Linked DNA regions of Sus scrofa: region 2 is linked to region 1. Evidence: chromatin contacts called from public HiChIP or PLAC-seq data. All regions are on one chromosome and are shown on one strand. The core of a region is the stretch at or near the end of the contact, and the rest is flanking DNA. Distances in the headings are between cores, read along the strand shown. Region 1 overlaps ADTRP (androgen-dependent TFPI-regulating protein). Region 2 has its middle 66 kb from the start of ADTRP.

Region 1 (3,456 bases), core at 585-3,084:
ACATAACACAGCCTAATCCATAGAAACAGGAGCTGGAAGGCAGGTTTTTTTCTCTTTTTTTTCCTCTCCAAGACACAGAAACCTTTATTTTCTCCCTACACCACAAACCGGTGCTGTTAAATAATATTGGATAATTGCACCTGTCGTACTCCCCATATTGTGCTGAGGAAAAATAATTGCTGGTTTTCTGCTTTGCAGTTTAGCTGTGACTCCGTCATTTGACTCAGAGCATGTCATTTTCTCCCATTTTAGACTGTGTATAGTCAAACTGTGTGAAAGGACTCACAGATAGCGGCCCTGCGTGTGAGTGGGCGCAGGCCTCATTCAGCAATGATTTCTAATTTATACAGCATTGAAAATCCACAGCTATAAATAAACAGTTCTGACTGGCTTTACTGCCTACTCAAATGCTTTATTAAAAAAAAAAAATGAACTACCAACTGCATGAGAATGGGAAATAATGTCTGGATGTGGATTCTGATTTCTGACACTTGTGCCCTTGGAGTGGGGATACCCAGACTTGGGATGGGTTCAGGGCTCGTCCAGGCAGCCTTCTGGGAGGCCCAGCCTACCCACTCTTTCCTCGCCACCCCCACCCCACGTTCCCTGTGTGCAGGTGCAACGTGCTTGGGGATTACAGTATATGAAACTGATTTCCTGTTATGACAAGTATTGCAAGTGAGTAGGTGCAGAGGAGCTGAAAATAGCTTGAGAAATGTATGACCCATTTGCAGGGAGGCTGGGGCTAATGTACTGTTTAGGCAAACAAGGTAAGTCTTCTCTCCAGATTCACAATTGGTGTCACATGTGAGATAGCATCTTCAGAACATAACTACAGGTATGGACCAGTCCATGCAGCAGTAGTGTAGCTCCTCCCCCTGCCTGTATAGGTGAGAGTTTCCACCAAGTTGAGGCCTCCTGACCCCTTCTTTTGTCCAGCCTTGTACCTATATTTTTGCTTTTTTAAATAAAGTATTTCAGATGTTCAGTTCCTGCCTTGTTCTCTAATAAAGAGAAAGGAAGGTGGGCTCAGGAATCAACCATCTGTGTGACCCTGGATCAGTCATTTCCCTTCCTCTGAACTCCAGGGTTTTGCTGGAGTGGGCTCATAACAGGCTTATGAGGATTCAGTGATTCTCGGTCTTTCTTCCTAACTTTGCATCCAGGGACATGTTGGCAGCTTGAAAAAGTGCATGTTGGAGTGTTTATACCATGGCAGTGGGCAAACATTATAAATCAGGAACTTAAAATTTTCTTTTTTCCAGATAGTTGGATTTTAAACATTTAATAGCACACTAGTACCAGAAATTCAGTTTGCCTATTTGTAAAATGAGGATGTAATACATTTTCTACTTAAAAGACTTTTGTGGAGATAAAATGAGGTCATTGAGATGAGAGTGGCTCTAAATTACATGACACTGTACAAATATTGTTGGTTTTCTCATAATTTGGTTTGTACTTTTGCTATTTTCTAACTACTGAGGACTTAACAGACTTACACAGGCAGCTAATACTGTTTTCCTTTTAATGTATGTTTAATCAGTGTTCATTACAGGTGTTTTTTTTTTTGTTTGTTTGTTTGTTTTGCTTCTCCTTTCTTAAGCTATAGCAGCACCAAGGAAGCACTGCGTGCTTATTTATGTGCTCAATGGGAAGTGGTTCTGAGGTGTTTGTGGTGTTGGAGTAGATCTTGCACAGTGGCCAGTCATGCAGCAATCAGGGTTTAATTTGGTCACTGAAGCCACAAATAGAAATATGCAGGCTCATCCCAGCCAAGGGCTTACTATGACTCTGAGAAGTATGCAGCCTGAGTCATCTTTGGGGTGTGGAAAAATTTGAGTGATCCCCTGAGGGCTTCACATTTGGAGAATTTCCACCGTGTGATAACTACTCCTGGGCTCCTGCTGAGACCAGGTGCTTGGAGCAATCAAGAAGTAGCAGGTGTGGGAAAAGAGATGGTGTTCCCAGCTTAATTCAGAAAGACTTAAGGCTCATATTTGTGTAACCCTAGAAGAGGAGTAGAGATTGAGTGGGTTTCTTGGTGCCTGTCGTAGTGGGCCCTTGGACCGCCCACCCCATTGGGATATTCTGCTCCCTTCCCTAACCCTTCAAGACTGCCCTGGGTGTCAGTGTATTTATCTTGTGTAATGTTCAATTGGGAAGCCCAAGTACAATTTACTCTGGTATCCACATACAACCTACATGGGCCTATTGACACATCAACAGACTTGGTGGTGTTTACCTACCACTAGTCATTTGTATTCTTTACAAAATGTGTCTGTAAATAAAGACCCAGAAAAATCCTCTGGGAAAATCAAAGCAGGATTTATGAATGCACTTGTTAATCACCTGACAATCAGCTTTGTTACACCGTGAACTAATTTAGCAAAGAGCTTTGTACCAAAGCAGTCTTAGCAGTCCTCACAGTCATTATCATTTGCCATCCAGATTATTCCCCAAGTGAAATGTACATTTATTTGATGAATTAATGTTCATGGAAAAGATTTTGACAATGTCCCTATATTCAGTGTTTACCTGCCCCAAATGCTTGCTTATAAGAGAAACATATTTCTCAATATTTTTGCCCCAATTAATTTGCTATTATATTAGACATCGTCAGAAACAGCCACCACCCTACATTTCTATCTAGATTGAGAAAAAAAAGATGAGAAATCCATGAAAATAACTAGCTTATGAAAGTGCTTCTTTTTGGGAAAATTAGGATTATTAAAAAAATGGCACAGGACTGGGAGTTAGAAAATCTGGGAGACAAAAGCTGTTGTCTTAGTTCTGATACAAACTCTTTGGTCTCATGCAGGTAACTTCTCATCTAGGTCCTCAGCATCCTCCTCTGGAAAGTGAAGAGTTTGAATGATCCTAAGTCCCTTTTTCTCTCTAAACATTCTCTAACACTGCATATACATGAGTTCCTTTGGTCTTTAGCCACATGTTGACCACAGACCATCCTCCGCAGAAGTCAGACAGAGGTAATAAATTCTGAGACAGTTGGAGTTGTTTTGGGTGTGTCCAGGAAAAGTTTCAAAAAATCAGGAGTCTTCAAATTAAGCTACCTTCATAACCTTCTTATTTATTTAAATATCATACCCTGTCCTTACTGCCTTTCTATGTTGCACCACCATGTCCCCTCACCAGGGGGGAAAAAAAAAATGAAAAAAACTCTTGTGTTTTCTTCCTTCTTAGTTCTTGGAAAAGCATCTAATCACTTCCTCTTCTTCCTCTGCTGCATCATGTCACCTGCACAGACAAGAACAGAAAGAGGCCTCAGCCTTCAGGGTTTCCCTAATGGGTGTTCATTCTTGTGTGGGTAGACATTCACCCTAACATGGGACACTGGAAAGTTGAAACTTTTCCCAGGGCATGATGCTTAAGGAGTTCTGAAAAGCCACCAACACTGCCACAAGGGCAAAAAGGGACACCTCTGCTATCCCATCTGAT
Region 2 (3,540 bases), core at 202-2,701, 140 kb after region 1:
TCATATCTACTCTTAATTCTTTGATATTCAGCCTTAATTCCTTTAGTATTTTCACTATCTCCCTTTTGAACGCAATGTCTGTCAGACTGCAGAGGTCTCTTTCATTGTTTGCTGCTTCATGTGATTTCTGTTCCATTAACTGGGAATGGTTTCTGAGCTTCTTCATCTTGCTTATGTTTTTCTTTTTCTGTGAGTTTAGGGAAGCCGCACTGTAGTCTTGGAGGACTACTTTTATGCAAGAGCACTCCTTTGTATTTTGTAGGGGGTTACTATTTATTTTTGGTGTGGGAGTTTGAATATTTGCTGTCTCTTTCTTTGGTGTGAGCAGGCTGTTATCCCCAGGGTGCTGAGTGTATGTATTTCCAGGGAGAAGGAGGCAATGGATAGGGCTAGTAGTCAGTGCCCAGTTGCTGGGCTCTTAACAGCAGCAAGGACCTGCAGGAAGGTGGCACAAGCTGCTCCTAGTTGCAGGGCCCTGGGAAGTGGTAATGAGCCTTAGGCAGATTTACAAGGTGCCCAGAGCATTTGGCAGTGGCAGCAGCGGGATGTGTGAGTTCCCAGGGGAGTAAGAGCAACAACAGGTAGTGTTCAATTGCAGTGCCCTTCTCTGAGGTGATTGGGGCCGCAAGTGGTGCCTGTTCAGGGACCCCTAGTGGTAGCGGGCCACACCCACCTCTGGAGTCAGTGATAACTGTGGTGGTTTGCCCCCTCCACCTACAGACCACCCAGAAGCACTCTGTCTCACTTATCCCACATAGGAGGTGCTACACAGGATGCTCCTAGTGGCAGGATCCTGGGAAGTGACAGAGATCAAACATGTGGGCACTGCCCAGAGCAGTAGGCAGTGGCAGCAGCAGGGCCCATGTGCTCCCAGGGGACTGAGAGCAACAACAGGTAGTGTTCGGTCACAGTGCCCTCCTCTGTGGTGCCTTTGAGGTAGTGGGGGCTGCAGGTGGCATCTGTTCATAGACCCCTAGTGGTCACCTCTGGAGTCAGAGATAACTGCAGTGGTTTGCCCCTGCCTCCTGTAGACCATGCAAGAAGCACCTTGTCCCACTTAGCCCCCATAGGAGGTGCTGTACCAGCTGCTCCTAGTTGTAGGTTCTTGGGAAGGGACAGTGATCAAGCGACTAGGCACTGTCCAGAGCATTTGGCAGTGGCAGCAGCAGGGCGGGTATACTCCCAGGGGAGTGAGAGCAACAACAGGTGGTGTTCTGTCACAGTGCCCTCCTCTGTGGTGCCCTCTGAGGTGGTTGGAGTTACAAGTGGATCTTGTTCAGGGAACCCCAGTGGTGGTGGGCTTCACCCACCTCTGGAATCAGAGATAACTGCCATGGTTTTCCCCCGCCATCTGCAGACCAGGCAAGAAGTGCCTGTCCTGTTTAGCTCACACAGGAGGTGCTGCACCAGCTGCTTCTAGTTGTAGGGTCTCGGGAAAGGACAGTGATCAAGTGTCTGGGTGCTGCCCAGAGCATTTGGCAGTGGCAGCTGCAGGGCAGGTGCATTCCCAGGGGGGTGAGAGCAAGAGTGTGCGGTGCTTGGTTTCAGTGCCCTCTCTTTTTTTTTTTTGCCAACCCCTGAGGTGACTGGGGCCTCAGGTGGAGCCCACTCACGGGCCCCCAGTGGTGGCAGGCCACACCTCCCTATGGCCTCTGAGACGACCACCGCAGTCCGTCCCTGCCATCTGTAGATCACGCAGGAGGCACCACATCACAGCTAGCCCTCTGTTGCCCTTAGCCCACACAAGAAGTGCCCAGTCTCTACCCAGGCAAGTGGTTTCTCACCACTGTAACCTGCACCAGAGGTGCCCCCCTCCCCGAGAGCCCAAGCACAGGTTTCCCGGGAGATTCCTATGGTGGCCTGCCTCTCCTCCTCTCACCCTCCCCAACAATGTCGCCTTGCTTCTCCTGCGGGCCTAGACCTTCTCCCGGATTCCATCTGCCATGGCGTTCCTCTCCTCTGCTGTGGTGTTCCACTCTCCAGCCTGTGGCACACTGCTTTTTAGCCCCTTAGGCTGTCCCCACACAGGCAACCCTAGTCTTCTCCCCAGGACGGACCTCTGGAGCCTGAGTCTCAGCACCTAGTCACTGCCCGAGCATCTCAGGCTGTGGCGTCCCTGCGGGTGGTTCAGATGATCCATGCGGCTCTCATCTACTTCGCCCTCCTCAGTCCAGCTGCTGCACTTTTCTTGGCAACTTTGAGGTCCCTCTGTCTCGGCTGATCTTCCATCACTTAGGTGGCTTCTCAGGGCGTGGATTCCTTTTTTCCTTCACAGCTCGCTCTCAGGAATGCTAGTCCCATCCGGATTCCTTTTCTCTCTCTCTTTTTCTTTTGTTCTACCCAGTTATGTCAAGAGTTTCTTGCCCTTTTTGGAGGTTTAAGTTTTCTGCTAGCATTCAATAGATGTCCCGTGCAAGTCATTTTACCTGTAGATGTGTTGTTTTGATGTGTTTGTGGCAGAAGATGAGTGCGACGTCTTACTCCTCTGCCATCTTGATCCGCCTCTGAGTTATTATCTTGATAGAATCTCAAATATACTGCAGACTCCAGGATGAAAAGGACTGAAACCCAAGGTGACAGTGAAGTAGAAAATAATCCTTCTACCTCACATTTCCATGGGTATTCTTTTTTTTTTTTTTTTTTTTTTTGGTCTTTTTGCCTTATCTAGGGCCAATTCCTGCAGCATATGGAGGTTCCCAGGTTAGGGGTCTAATCAGAGCTGTAGCCACCCACCTACACCAGAGCTACAGCAATGTGGGATCCAAGCTGCATCTGCAACCTACACCACAGCTCACGCCAATGCCATATCCTTAACCCACTGAGCAAGGCCAGGGATCGAACCCATAACCTCATGGTTCCTAGTCGGATTCATTAACCACTAAGCCACGACAGGAACTTCTCCATGGGTATTCTAAATCAGCTTTCATTTTACAGTTATGTGATCTATGGGTGCATTGTCCTTACACCCATAGATGAAGGACCAGTTCCATTGATAAAGAATGAAAGAATATTATACTTTCACAAGCTCTATGTGTACGTAGACCTGGGGTAACCTACTGGTAAATCTGGCCCATAGCTGTTTAGAGATTAAAGAAAGCTTGAAGAAATAAATTTGTAATGAGGGTGGTGTCAGCACATTATCTTTTGAAAGAACAAAAATGCTATTGTGAGGTAGAAGAATGAGTAGTATCAACGTTTATCTCTGTTCTTCAACATTAAAAAAATTATGTATTCACTTGAAAAAGAAACAGTATTGTATCACAACCCTTTGTCAACGGGGCGGGTGACTTCTGGCGTGTGTACTCAGATGTCTTTGTCCGAGAACCTCTGACGGAGCCGTAAGCCAACAGCAGAGCAGGAAATAAGATTTGAGGACCCTGGCTTCCAGCTTTCACTCTCGGTTTCAAATCACTGATAGCAAGAACATCCTGGGTTAATACTTGGGGTGAGGGTGAGAGAAAGTAGTGGAGGTATCATGGTTCTTCCTCCCCAAAACTGCATAATTCTTTTTTTATTTTTTTTCCTGCATAGTTCTTCATG

What was found. HiChIP or PLAC-seq counts read pairs in DNA pulled down with a chosen protein or histone mark.
Region 2: an H3K27ac HiChIP or PLAC-seq map of skeletal muscle shows a contact between it and region 1. The contact joins two enhancer-like sites. A contact is called at or near these places in 2 of 47 Hi-C or Micro-C datasets (liver and skeletal muscle) and 1 of 2 datasets of contacts at active chromatin or transcription factors (skeletal muscle).

What each region holds. Positions count from the first base shown.
Region 1 is chr7:8,241,062-8,244,517 of Sscrofa11.1, forward strand. It overlaps ADTRP (androgen-dependent TFPI-regulating protein), which reads right to left. Exons shown (of 5, transcript XM_021100192.1): 5 at 1,709-3,255. The coding sequence ends at 3,221. Among named protein-coding and RNA genes, the nearest start is that of ADTRP, 71 kb to the right of the region's middle. Within about 2 kb of position 1,835, at least 14 of the 83 cell types and tissues checked have an H3K27ac peak or open chromatin away from gene starts, as enhancers often do. A contact at or near this core is called in skeletal muscle, where this site is marked.
Region 2 is chr7:8,377,955-8,381,494 of Sscrofa11.1, forward strand. No RefSeq gene overlaps it. Among named protein-coding and RNA genes, the nearest start is that of ADTRP, 66 kb to the left of the region's middle. Within about 2 kb of position 1,452, at least 3 of the 83 cell types and tissues checked have an H3K27ac peak or open chromatin away from gene starts, as enhancers often do. A contact at or near this core is called in skeletal muscle, where this site is marked.